Regions from separate parts of the Sus scrofa genome. Here all the other regions are linked to region 2. Evidence: chromatin contacts called from public HiChIP or PLAC-seq data. All regions are on one chromosome and are shown on one strand. The core of a region is the stretch at or near the end of the contact, and the rest is flanking DNA. Distances in the headings are between cores, read along the strand shown. Region 1 overlaps RUNX1 (runt related transcription factor 1). Region 2 overlaps LOC106505851 (a long non-coding RNA gene). Region 3 has its middle 450 kb from the start of SETD4.

The links. HiChIP or PLAC-seq counts read pairs in DNA pulled down with a chosen protein or histone mark.
Region 1: an H3K27ac HiChIP or PLAC-seq map of alveolar macrophages shows a contact between it and region 2, with 10 times the contacts expected there. The contact joins two enhancer-like sites. A contact is called at or near these places in 2 of 47 Hi-C or Micro-C datasets (embryonic fibroblasts and heart right ventricle) and 1 of 2 datasets of contacts at active chromatin or transcription factors (alveolar macrophages).
Region 3: an H3K27ac HiChIP or PLAC-seq map of alveolar macrophages shows a contact between it and region 2. The contact joins two enhancer-like sites. A contact is called at or near these places in 1 of 47 Hi-C or Micro-C datasets (embryonic fibroblasts) and 1 of 2 datasets of contacts at active chromatin or transcription factors (alveolar macrophages).

The regions. Positions count from the first base shown.
Region 1 is chr13:198,476,398-198,480,522 of Sscrofa11.1, forward strand. The region is part of intron 1 of RUNX1 (runt related transcription factor 1); the gene reads right to left. Among named protein-coding and RNA genes, the nearest start is that of RUNX1, 160 kb to the right of the region's middle. Within about 2 kb of position 1,819, at least 1 of the 83 cell types and tissues checked has an H3K27ac peak or open chromatin away from gene starts, as enhancers often do. A contact at or near this core is called in alveolar macrophages, where this site is marked.
Region 2 is chr13:198,854,300-198,858,435 of Sscrofa11.1, forward strand. All of the region lies in intron 1 of LOC106505851 (a long non-coding RNA gene), which reads left to right. Among named protein-coding and RNA genes, the nearest start is that of RUNX1, 220 kb to the left of the region's middle. Within about 2 kb of position 2,287, at least 4 of the 83 cell types and tissues checked have an H3K27ac peak or open chromatin away from gene starts, as enhancers often do. A contact at or near this core is called in alveolar macrophages, where this site is marked.
Region 3 is chr13:199,137,403-199,141,347 of Sscrofa11.1, forward strand. No RefSeq gene overlaps it. Among named protein-coding and RNA genes, the nearest start is that of SETD4, 450 kb to the right of the region's middle. Within about 2 kb of position 2,274, at least 3 of the 83 cell types and tissues checked have an H3K27ac peak or open chromatin away from gene starts, as enhancers often do. A contact at or near this core is called in alveolar macrophages, where this site is marked.

The sequences.
Region 1 (4,125 bases), core at 569-3,068, 380 kb before region 2:
CCACAACGATGTATTTTTATGGGTGTCCTTTTTTAGCCTTCTGAAAAATTAAACTCTGCTCTCATCTTTCTCTTTTACAACATATTCTGTCTCAAATTCTCCATCAGATAACAGCCCTGAAATTCTTTATCCCACAAAATCTCAAAAATTTATGATTCATATCTTGAGGTTATTTCTGGCCATCTACAAAGTTTCAGGAGCAGGTCAAGGTCCCTTTGGCCCATAAATGGGAGCAATGGAGTGTCAGGCTGTGAAGGGACACGTGTGCAGGGTCTAGGAGCCAGGGAGACAAGGCACAGGGATTGGCACCACCTGGTGGGCTCTGGACTTTTCTGGTGGAGGTGACATTTCATTTGCCCCTGGGGGTTGTGTAGATTTACCCCAGGTGGTTGGGAGCGGGGGGAGGAAGGGCTTGGGGAAGGGTGGGAGGTAGGGCTAGGGCTCTCCAGGCAGAAGGATCAGCATGAGAAAGGTGTGGAAGAAGTTATGACCAGCCTGTCAGTTCCAGTAAGGTTGGCTCATGGGTTGGGGAGTGGCAGCTTGCAAATGGCATGACGCTGGCAGACATGAACACAGACAGGTCAAAGGCAGCTTACGCAACCTGGAGAAATCTGAACTTGAACGTGAGGGCAATGGGTTCTAGGAGCAACTTGGAATCTGGGAAATACCATAGTGAATACATATTTTAGGAAAATAAATCTGTCAGAGGTGGATAGGTAAATTGGAGGTGGGAGAGAAGGAGCAGGAGAATTACAGCCTGGCCAGGCAAAGACTTTGAGCATTAAGGTGAAACAACAGAGACAGAAAAGGGGGCACTGAGGGGATGGAGGGAGAGGGGTCCCCCATTTCTGGCCCAGGTGCTATAAGTAGCAGTCAAAACCATCAAGACCAGATGGTTTTGGAGGCAGACATCAGGAATCAGCTTGGGGAGTTCAGAACAGAATTATAGGTGCTGGTGGAAAAACAAAAAACACAGAAATGGTGGGATGGGTGTTGGGTAAGCTGAGTTTGGGGTCATTTGTTAGTTTGGCAGCATTAGAAACCCAGCACGCATGCCCTTCCCTCCTCTTACTGTTCTAGGGGGACACGGCCTGCATGCTAATAAGTACATCTCTCTATTTGTGGGGCTCAGTGGCAGGAAGCCACACACTGAAGTCACTGTTCTCCAAAAATCTTATCAGTGATATAGCTGTTTTATTTTGATTTCTGTCTGGTCAGCTTCTTTGCCTAGCTCATGATTGGCTCTGGATCACTGGAGAGCAAGGGTATCTTTTATTGCCCCCCCCCCAAGCCAACGCTATAACTGTCTCATTCTTTTTTGACTCATCTGCACCTGCACACAGACACAGAGCACTGGATTTTGAACACCTTGCCAGTGAGGCTCCCTCCTCTTGAATTCCCTAGACACCACTGCATAAACAGTGTGTATTGTAAGCCCTGGAATCCAGTGAGGTGCAGATTCAGTAGATTTGGGGTGGAGCCTGAGGTCCTGCATTTCCCACAAGCTTTCTAAGATGCCACTGCTGCTGGTCCAAAGAGCCCACTCAGTGTTGGCAAAGCCAACTGCTCAGTATCCAGCAAAAACTATATCTAGCACGTGCTAGACCACATTGCAAATTCAAATCGACATGAAAGCTATCTGGACTTTTCAAACTATTGTGATGGGCTGAATGTTTGTGTCCCTCCCCTCCCCCCCTCCTGCCCAACTCATATGTTGAAGCCCTAAATGCTAATGTGATGGTATTAGGAGCTGGGGCCTGTAGGAGGTCATGGGGTCTAGATGAGTCATGTGGGTGGGGTACTTATGATGGGATGAGTGCCCTTGGACCGAGAGACCGGAGCCTTTCTCTTTTCTCTCTCTTTCTCCTTGTTGCATGAGTACACAGCAAGATGACAGCCAACTACAAGCCAAGAAGAGGGCTCTCACTGGTACCCAACCATGCTGGCATCCTGACCATGGACTTCCAGCTGCCAGAACCACGAGAAATAAATTTCTGTTGTGTAAGCCACTCAGTCTATGGTATTTTCTTAGAGCAGCCCAAGTTGACCAAGACAACCATGACAATAGAAGCTCCCTTTTATCAGTGCGTCTGCCATCAGACCTCAGACTAAGGACCTTACAGGCATTATTCCATTTAACCCTCTAGCAGCAAACAGTCCATAATTACTCCCTTCACTTGATAGATGGAGAAACTGAGATTCAACAATTGGCCCAACCTGAACCCGTGCAGTTTGTCCCTGGCATGCCCAGTCAGAGCCAGCAAGCTAAACCACCTTGCAAGACCGTTCATATCACTATGCTATTATCAAATTTCTCCACTAGTTCTTGACAAGTTGTCTTTAAACGGTGTGACCATTCTTTCTCATTCTAAAGCAGCAGCATCCTCTAGAAGTGTAATGTGAGCTATACATGTAATTTAAAATTTTCTAGTAGCCATATTAAAAAAGGAAAAAAAATGTGTGAAATTAATCATATATTAAAATATATTTTATTTAACTCGGTATATTCAAAATATTTTTATTTCAATATGTAATCAATATAAAATTATTAATGAGATATTTTACTTTCTTTTTCTTTTTTTTTAGTAAGTTTCCAAATTCCTGTGTGTATTTTATATTCACAGTGCATCTCAACTCAGTCTAGCCACGTTTCCAGTCCTCAAATGTCACGCATGGCCAGTGGCTACTGTATTAGACAGTGCAGTTCAAGGGCAACCACTCAAAACACAATTTACTCTGAAGAGCAATTTTGCTACTATTCTGCTTGTGCTCATGTGAGCTCTGTTTTTAACCTACTATTAGTGAAGGCCATTAAGTAATGCATCTTTCTTGAGTCATAGTTTCCCTCCGAGCTGTCCTGAAGCAAAGTTCAGAATTCTATTACAGCATCACTTGATTGACTTGGAGTCATAAGGACACACATACACAATGAAGACAACTAAATTGCAAAGGCCTAAGGACCACTGCCATTGCCACTAATGTACTTTCACAGCCACGGATGAGCCACAAACCCACCTCATACATTGTTCATTTCCACTTAACATTTACCAGCCACTGATGGGGCAGCCTGTACAATATGCTTTGGTTTCTTTGAGCTCTCAAAGAATATTGCCAAAGTGTCTTGACACTTTCTTTTCCAAGACATTTTTTTTTCCCTATGAAATTCATAGAGGCAACATGGATTAGAATAAGAGGTTTTACTTTCATTAGGTCACGATTTTAAAACAGAATTGGAAAGTGGTTGAATGATACGCATTCAAGAAGCAATTCCTAGGAACAGGTTTATTTTGAAATATAGCATATAGATTAAAAAAATACTCCATATGTCAATTTTCTAGCAATCTTTCAGTATAAATAATGAGTTCAAATCAACTGCAAGGCAGCTACTGGCCTAAGTTCTAGAGGGAGCCCATCTCTTTCTTCTAGCCCTCAGAAGAAACAACAAAGAGGAAATCTAGGGCCAGGTCTGCAGCAGAAACCGCAGGCCCGTCTCACTGCATTAGTTCCTCGGGGCCTGCTGGGAATCCTCAATGATTTGAGCATCTCTTGAGGGCAAGTATACTGGTTTCCACCCCTTAATCTAGTGGGTTCAGTACAGAGGTCAAAGGGCTAATGCGTGGATCCTAGAAGGGCCCTGAATCTGTCCATATTCTCTTTGGCTCCATTAGTCATAGAGAGAAGGTGTATTTTTAAAAATTAAATAATTAATTAATTATTTTTTTGCTTTTTAGGGCCTCACCCATGGCATATCGAAGGTCTCAGGCTAGGAGTAAGAATTGGAACTACAGCGGCTGGCCTATGCTACAGCCACAGCAACTCAGGATCCAGCCACATCTGTGACCTACACCACAGTTCACAGCAATGCTGGATCCCTGATCCACTAGCAAGGCCAGGTATTGAACCCATGTCCTCATGGATACTAGTTGGATTTGGTTACGCTGCACCACAATGGGAACGCCCAGAGGTGTGTTTTAAGTGAGAGGCTGAGAAACCACTGGCCTTGCATGAAACTGGTCTGCTCTTTGAGTGACAGCCCCTATCCAAGCACCATGGAAAGAACCTAAGTCTCAAAGTCTGCTGCACTTGACGGACCAGGACGTGCATTTATACGCTTTTCTATGGCTC
Region 2 (4,136 bases), core at 1,037-3,536:
CTGACCGCTTACTCAGAAGTGACTGAATTAATCTGAAAGAGCATATTTTAAACCAGAAGAGACTAAGGTACTCATACAGACCAGTCTGAATTTTCTTCTTCCCCTTTCATAAGGGAATAGGGAAGCTCCAACGCAGAATGAGATCAGTTATGGAAAATAAGGAACATTCTCTTTTTTTGAAACTCTGAGTCATAGCATTTGAGTGGCAGTCTTTTCAGCTCTTGAAATTCCAGTTTCAAGATGAAGAAACTGAGGCTCAGAAATGTTCAGTGATTGCTCAATGTCACATGCAAATTTGTCTGTTTGCCTCCACATCCTACAGTCTTTCTGAGCAGAAGTCTATCTCTTGCTACTGAGATTAATATCAAAGTTAGATGCTTTTTAGAAACTCTTATTAAGAAGGGTCATAGTCCAGAGCATCTCACCCACATCAAGATCCATAATATTTGAGGACTTAAAAAAAAACAACAAAGTAAATTAAAACTCGCTAATTTTCAGAAACTCTTCAAATACAAGTTTCCAAACTTTTTTCTTATTCAAAAGTCAAAGCAAGAATTCCCTGGTAGCTCATGAGGTTAAGGATCTGGCCTTGTCACTGCAGCTCTGGGTGCTGGTAAGGCTCAGATTTGACCCCTGGACCAAGATTTTCCACATTCCATGGGTGTGGCCAAAGGTAGGGGAAAAAAATCTAAATCAGGTGTTTTCAGAAAAGATTTTAAAAATAATTACACAATTCCTTCTGTAACTCTTATGTATATTATTTTAAAAGTTGCCACTAGTGATTAATTTTAGCATATCACATATATACTGCTTATATAGCCAGCTAGTGTTAAATGTTAAATGAGCAATTATTAGGAGCCAGGCCTGGGCTGAGTACTTTCGGTGTATCATCTCACTTCATCATCACAACGAGCCCTTGATGGTGGCTAAATTATGGAACCCAAAACATGTCATGAGTGTGTGAGAGCCTGACTCTAATCTCTTCTTCTGCCTTCCAGAGTCCACACTCTTAACTGATACAGCATTCTGCCAACAGAATATTGAGTCTACACAGTCGTCCTGCTCTTGAGACTGCTAGGGCTGAAAGGAGGGCCAGAAGGGAAAATAAGAAGGGGTCACCACAGGTGGCTGATTTCACTGGCCAGACATTTTAGTCTCTTTCTTTGATTTTTAAATGGAAAAGAGCAAAGCTAGAATAAGGCTGATTTTTGAATTCATATGTATGACAATTCAAAACATGTATTATAACATGATTAAATCCCCTAAAAAAGAAATAAATGGGTGAGAAAAGACAGAGAAAAACCGTGTGTGTATGCATGTAAGGATGCTTGTTAATACAGAGGTTTCCTCAAAGGACTAACATTTTAGTTTGAAAAGGTAATTTGTGTGGTTAATTGTCCTTGAGGGAATTTAAGTTATACAGCTTTCAATACATATACTATTAAGAAATTTAAGGCATATTTGGGGGAGTATTTGACCTCATACCACAACTAACCATAAGTGACACAGGGTGTTGTAGGTTGAAGAGCTGAACTGTGTCCCTTAAGATGTGTGACAGTCCTAATACCTGGTACTTGTGACTGTGACCTTATTTGGACCTAGGGTCTTCACAGATGCCCTCAGGCTGACATGAAAATTATTAGGGTGGACCTTCATCCAAATGTGACCGGTGTCCTTATAAGAAGAGGAATATTTGGATGCAGATGTGCAAGGAAAACTCCACGTTGATGAAAGAGGCAGCAGTGAGCTGCACGAGGTGACGAAGATGCAAGACGAGGAACCCCAAGGAGTATCATCAGCACCAGAAGCTGGAAGGGGCAAGCGAGGATTCCACCCAGAGTCTCGGGCTGAGCCCGGCCCCGATGACACCTTGGTTTTGGACTTTTGGTCTCTGGGAGTGTGAAAGAATCCATTTCTGTTGTTCTCCACCTGATTTGTGGTATTTTGTACTGAAGGCCTCAGGAAACTAATACACAGGGGTTTGGGCAGGAAAGGAGCAGTGCAGTTTGAAGACAAGAATAATTGGGTACTGGAGGAAAGGGGAAGAGAAATAATGATGACATAGGAAAGAGGTGACATGTCCCGGAAAAAGAGGAAGTCTTGACGCACCTACTTTTTTTGTTTTGATTTTCTTAGAATTCAAAATATGCCGAAAAAAGTTCATGTAAGTTGAGTGTCACAGATATCATCACAGAAGAGAAAACCACCCACAAACCTTGCTGTCCAGATGCATGAGGGTGAATCAAAACGGATGGTATACTTCACGAAAAGGAACCAAATATGTTATCATAATTACTAAACAGAATATCACAATGTGACAGTGTGTGTGTGTGTGTGATGCAGTGCGCTGAACAGCACTGACCCTCATTGAGAAAGAGCACTTTTTAGGGAATTTCCCATTGGATTTTTTTTCCCACTCTGGGTCTCACGCACTGACAGCACCATCCTAGAATAGGGTGTTGATAAGACAGCTTTTAACTCAGATATTCATGATGATCACAGAAGAACTGGATCATTGTTACTGGACAGGCCACAGGAGGAAGTATGAATTATTCACCATGTGGATTTACATGAAATGATCTGTCTAGGACATGGGACGGATTCTGGGAAAAGTCCCAGTTTTGTTCGCAGTGAAGCACAGGAGAGATGGCTTCCCAGGGTGACCCACAGAAACACCTCGGCAGAGGGCTGATGTGGGGGCTCTGTTGTTCATTGAACTTTGTCGTTGGGCCAGTTGGTCTGTGTTCCTCTCAGGATCTTTATACCTGGCCTTGCCTTTGCTTCTCGCCAAGCTCAAAGCCTTCCCTGACCTTCTAATCCCAGGACTAACCAGATCCCCTGTAACTGGAGCAAACTTGACCTGCACACCCTGAGAAGCTGATGTTCTGTTTTGCCAGCGATGTCAATGCATGAGTGATTTTTGTATTCCCATTTTGGGGAGATAGTCTCTTTAACTGATGGCATAAACTGTAACCAGATGCTGCCTTCATTCTCTTCTTTCTATGGTTTGTTGCCCAGGCTCTGGAAGGAACCTTGACATCAAGCTCTACTCATGACATTTAATAGCTGTTTGACACAGGCTACATTTCTTAACCCCAAACCAAGTTTCCACACCTGTCAGATGGTCATGTTACTATTGCAGATCCTTAGTAAGCATCGAATGAGGCAATTTTTAGAAGTTGGTTTCTTTTATTATAAAAATGGCTTATCCACTCTGGCATTTTTAGAGGGATGTGAATGGTAGGGCTACACCCAGAGAAATGAGGGACTGTCTCATATTGGAGGCTAGATCCCAGGGCCTTTGGAGAAAGCACTGTGAGGTCTGCCCTGGTACCTGTTAGATGACACAGGTTCCTGTTGTCACAGTGGGATGATCACACCCATCCTCCTGCTTGTGGTCCTCCTTTCCTTGGTCCTTCTCTCCACACACCCTGCCCCCCCGCCCCCCGAGTGAGCGCATCCATCCAGGGTGAACAAACCATTGTAATGGTGACGGCTCTCAGCTGAGCTCCAGGCTACTGTATCCAACTCCTCCTCCACTGGTGCACAGACCTCTCAAAATTAAACTCTCTGCTGTTGTTCTATTGCTTCTTGCCCACTCTGTCCCATTTCTCCTTCGTCTTCCACATTTCAGAAAGTGGTGTCATGGGCCATCCAGCCAATCCATTCAAGAGCCATTATCTCACACTCAGTCACCAGTGAGTTCTTTTTTTTTTTTTTTTTGGTCATTTTAGGGCCGCAGTCATGGCATATGGAGGTTCCCACACTAGGGGTCAAATCAGAGCTGTAGCTGCTGCCCTAACACCACAGCCACGGCAATGCCAGATATGAGCCACATCTGTGACCCACACCATAGCTCAGGGCAATGGCAGATCCTTAACCCACTGAGCAAGGCCAGGGACAGAACCTACATCCTCATGATATTAGTCAGATTTGTTTCTGTGGAGCCACAATGGGAACTCCCACCAGTGAGTTCTGCTGATGCCAAGTCAAGACTAGATCTCAAATCTGTCCTTCCCCTCTCCCTCCCCAAGACTCTTGTTCCCACCACCCATCTCTTTATTCCTCACCCTTGTCCTCCCATCCACACTACACCCTAGAGGCAGAAAGACAGCTTCTCAAATATAAATGAGCTC
Region 3 (3,945 bases), core at 1,024-3,523, 280 kb after region 2:
CTGTTGCAACATGAGTATCTAGACAAAGTTCTCAATGCTATTCAGCAGGATCTCCTTGTAAATCTATTCTAAGTTGTGTCTGATAAGCCCAAGATCTTAGATTTTTTTTGAGCTTTATACTCAAAAACATTAAAGACCAGTCCATTCTGACTTATATAAGGTCAGTGGTTTATAAGACGTGCTGGTCTTAATAGTTTAAAAATGAATATATTTGTATGATATTACATCATATCTTATATGTTAGTATGAGTTCTACCAACCGCTTTGTGTTGTTGTTTTGTTTTTGTTTATTTTTTTTCCTTGTCAGGCGCTAGGATTGGATATCACTACCTTCACCATGCAAATGGAAACACTCACAACACAACTCAGAGAGGATATCTGAGTCAGGAATTCAAAAGTTAGATGCTAGACTACACTTACCCTATTTATACCACAATTTTAGATGTGCCAATCATCAAGGCAAGCCTTGATCCAACATAAAAGAGCAGAATCTTGCTATTTCCTTCTTCACTGCTTCCTCCAACCTCTAATCAAAGGAATCAGTCTGGTCCCCGGGTCATGACTGTCTCCTGCCAGCCTAGTCACCTGCCCAGAGGAATCACTTCATAAGGCTTCATAGACTGTCACTCCCAGGACCATCCCTGGGAACCGGAGCAGCTGGTTCCCTGAACCCAGGCCCAAAAAATGGCTGTGGAGGGTGGATTTATGGGAACCCCAGGAAAGTCCTCACTGAAGCCACCCTCTTAGCTGGAGGACTTGGTCTCCAGAGCTGGACTCCCTTTGAACAGGGTAGATTCACCAGCCTTTCCTTCCTCTATGTAAATCTTCTCATAGGTCTTACATTTCATGGGCTATGGGACCATGTACAGGAAGTACTCATGACAAGGGGCCCTGACCTTGATCTTCTGTAGTAGAGGCACCAAGAGTTAGCCTAAGGATAAAGACCCATCTCTCCTTTAAGACAGCAGCAGACTCCAAAAACTAAAGTGTGAAAAGAAAAGTGGGTCCAAAGATGAGCACATCAACACTGTCACTGCCAAGAGCAATTGGTTGCACCTAAAAATAGTGCTGTTTTTAAGGAGAACTATTTCAAATATCTCTCTTTAAAAAAAAAAAAAATAGGCCCACATTACCAAACTTCATAAATTCCTATCTCCTAGAAAGACATTTCCACACTTAAAAAATAAATAAATAAAAGGTTCTGATCCATCTTTTATGTCCAAGACAGATTTCTTGACGCCACACATTCATAAATTCACTAACCATGCAGCTGTGGTTAGTCATATGGTTGCTTGGTTAAGTAACTGTGGTTTTCTTCTGATCCTTTGAAAAAAATACATTTTTAGCATATCTTCCATTTTTAAAATGTATTTTTTCATTCTTGCCATGCAAATCATTTGAAACGCTTCCCTAAAGATCTATATCAATAGTGTTGAAAGAAATGAATGCTTGGGAACAGGAAAAAACGTTAATGGAATAGACTTCCTGCTCTAAAGATTTGATGAATCCATGCTTCATTTAAAAAAGTTAACCCCTACTTGTCCACAGCTGCCAGGGGAGCATGGCTGGACATCAAGTGATCCCAGACTCCCTGTTAAAAAGCAGGTAATTGGTCTTATCACCAACAGCCACTGCATCTATAAGTCTATAGCATTATACTTGATTACTTGTGATATTTTTACTTACTCTCTCAAGTTTCACTTGTTCCCACAGCAGACAACCCCAAATACCTCTCAAGTAAACTATATTTTGCACTGCACAGCCCATGTGAAGAAATTCTCAGTTTGTTTATACTCTGATTTTCCAAAACTTAAAGTTGTAAAAAGTGTATTTGTTGCCTTTAGCACAGCGTAAATATTTTGCCTAAAAAATCTCAGTATAAACTTTCATCTATCTTTTGAGGCCTCAATTCACTTTTCCACCTCTGAGGATGCAGTGATGGAGTGTCCATCAACTCGAGACATTTAATTACTGTTTGCATGCCATGGTTCGCCTGTGGACTTGTTCCTCACAAAGCTGAAACCAGCATCTTTGAAACCAGGCACAAATAACAGACCAGCGACAGCAAAAGACTTTTCCACAGCATCAATAAAATCTCTGCAGCAGGCACAGGCAGCCAATGGTCAGAGAGTCCCAGGAGATCTTCCACACAGGATACGCATTTTGTTACAGAATTCCTCAATGCCTTTTTGCTGTCTCCCTAATGACCAGTTAAATGGGCTCCCTCGAGGATGCTTGAGTCAGCGCCAGCTTGAAAACTGCTGAGGAAACATCCTCTTTTACTGGAAATGATTTCCATCAAACTGCCATGTGCCATATTTAGACTCAACGCTTAGTAACACCCAGCAGAAGGGGCTATGTTTGCAGGGCAGGAGGCCCTGCACTGTGAGAAAAGAGCTTGCTTTTGTCTGGCCCAAGTGACCGCAGGGCAGTGAGCTGGTGAGTCTGTGGCAGGCTGTAGCCAGAGGGACAGAATTGCTTCTATCTGGAGCATCAGGCTCCCTTCTGCAGAGGCAGCTGCTTATTCCCATCCTGCTTGTCCCAGAGATACAAATGGGGTGGTAGTTATTTAAGTCTGTGCACATCTGCCTGGCAGCAAGAGATCAAAACCTAGCAATTCTGTTCACCTGAGCTCAGCAAGGGTATAGGGGGCAAATATCTCTTCTCCCCCATTTAAACTTAGATCATAGAATTTAAATCATAGAAAAATAATATTAAAATGTCTTAGTTATGGCATACAATTCTGCTAAACAGCTGAGTCACAAAATTTTTAAAACTTCTTTATGCACATGCATACATATAACGATATAAATGTTTAAGCATGATTATTCAGACATGGGATTTTTTTAAGTGAAATATCCTCCCATAATTTTGTCCTTGGCTTCTCTCCTTTCCCTTTTTTTCCTCCACCCCCCCATCATCCCACAGCCCCAGATTAACTTATACTAACAATATATCTTGCAACTTTCCATGTTTTTCCTTATGCTCATATAATGCTACACAAACATACAGACATATATGCATCCAGTTGGTCACTTCTGCTATTGTTTGATGTCTACAAAAAGAGGATCCTATCGCAAACACTTTTCTGCATTTTTTTTTCTCTCAATAAGAAATCAGGAAAATCCCTCCAAGTCAATCCCTATAGCTCTGACTCCAACTGTGTGTAGTATTCCAGGATACGCAGGTTCATCATTCTTTCAACTGTTCCCCTCTAAATAGACAAAATAAATAGTTCTTAAACTATGTCCTTCTCCCTCTCTCTCTCTTTTTTTTTTTTTAACATTTCTACTGGAAATCAGAACAGAGAATGCTTACCCAAATCCTAAATATATATTTCTTTAATAAAGTACAAGAAAAGTTGTCCCTTTTCCTCGTGTTCTCCCTAACACAGATGTTATCTTCTACTCAGTGCAGAAGACAATACTGTTTCAAAGTGTAGGTTTTGTTATTATTTAGCTACCATAAGGGAACAAATCAGGAGATGACTGCTGTGGAAAAGATGGTTTGTTACTCATAGTTCCAAGAGGAGAGGGCATGCCCTGTCATGTAGGGCCACACAGGGAAGCACCAGGGTCACCCTGGAGAAAGAAGCATGAGGGGAAAACATGGGAAAAGAGATTTTATTATGGTTTTTTCATGGGAAGGAATGGGCAAGATAACATAATCAAGCTAAGCAGGTTTAGGATTAGGTAGTTTAAATCATTTCAGTGGGCTCTGGGTTATAGACACTGTCTCAAGTTGTCTGGTACCTGGACCTGGAGTGATTGTGGAAAGGTAATGTTGAGCCAGAGTATAAAAAATACAGATCTAAAAAATGCAGGTGGTTGGGAGATATGGGCTTTTGGATCAGGTGGTTTGCAAGTGAAAGGTTCACGTCTGGGCAAATTGTTTGCCATTTCTAGGGATTAGCCAGCCTTGAGAGGGGCAGTTCCATACCAGCCA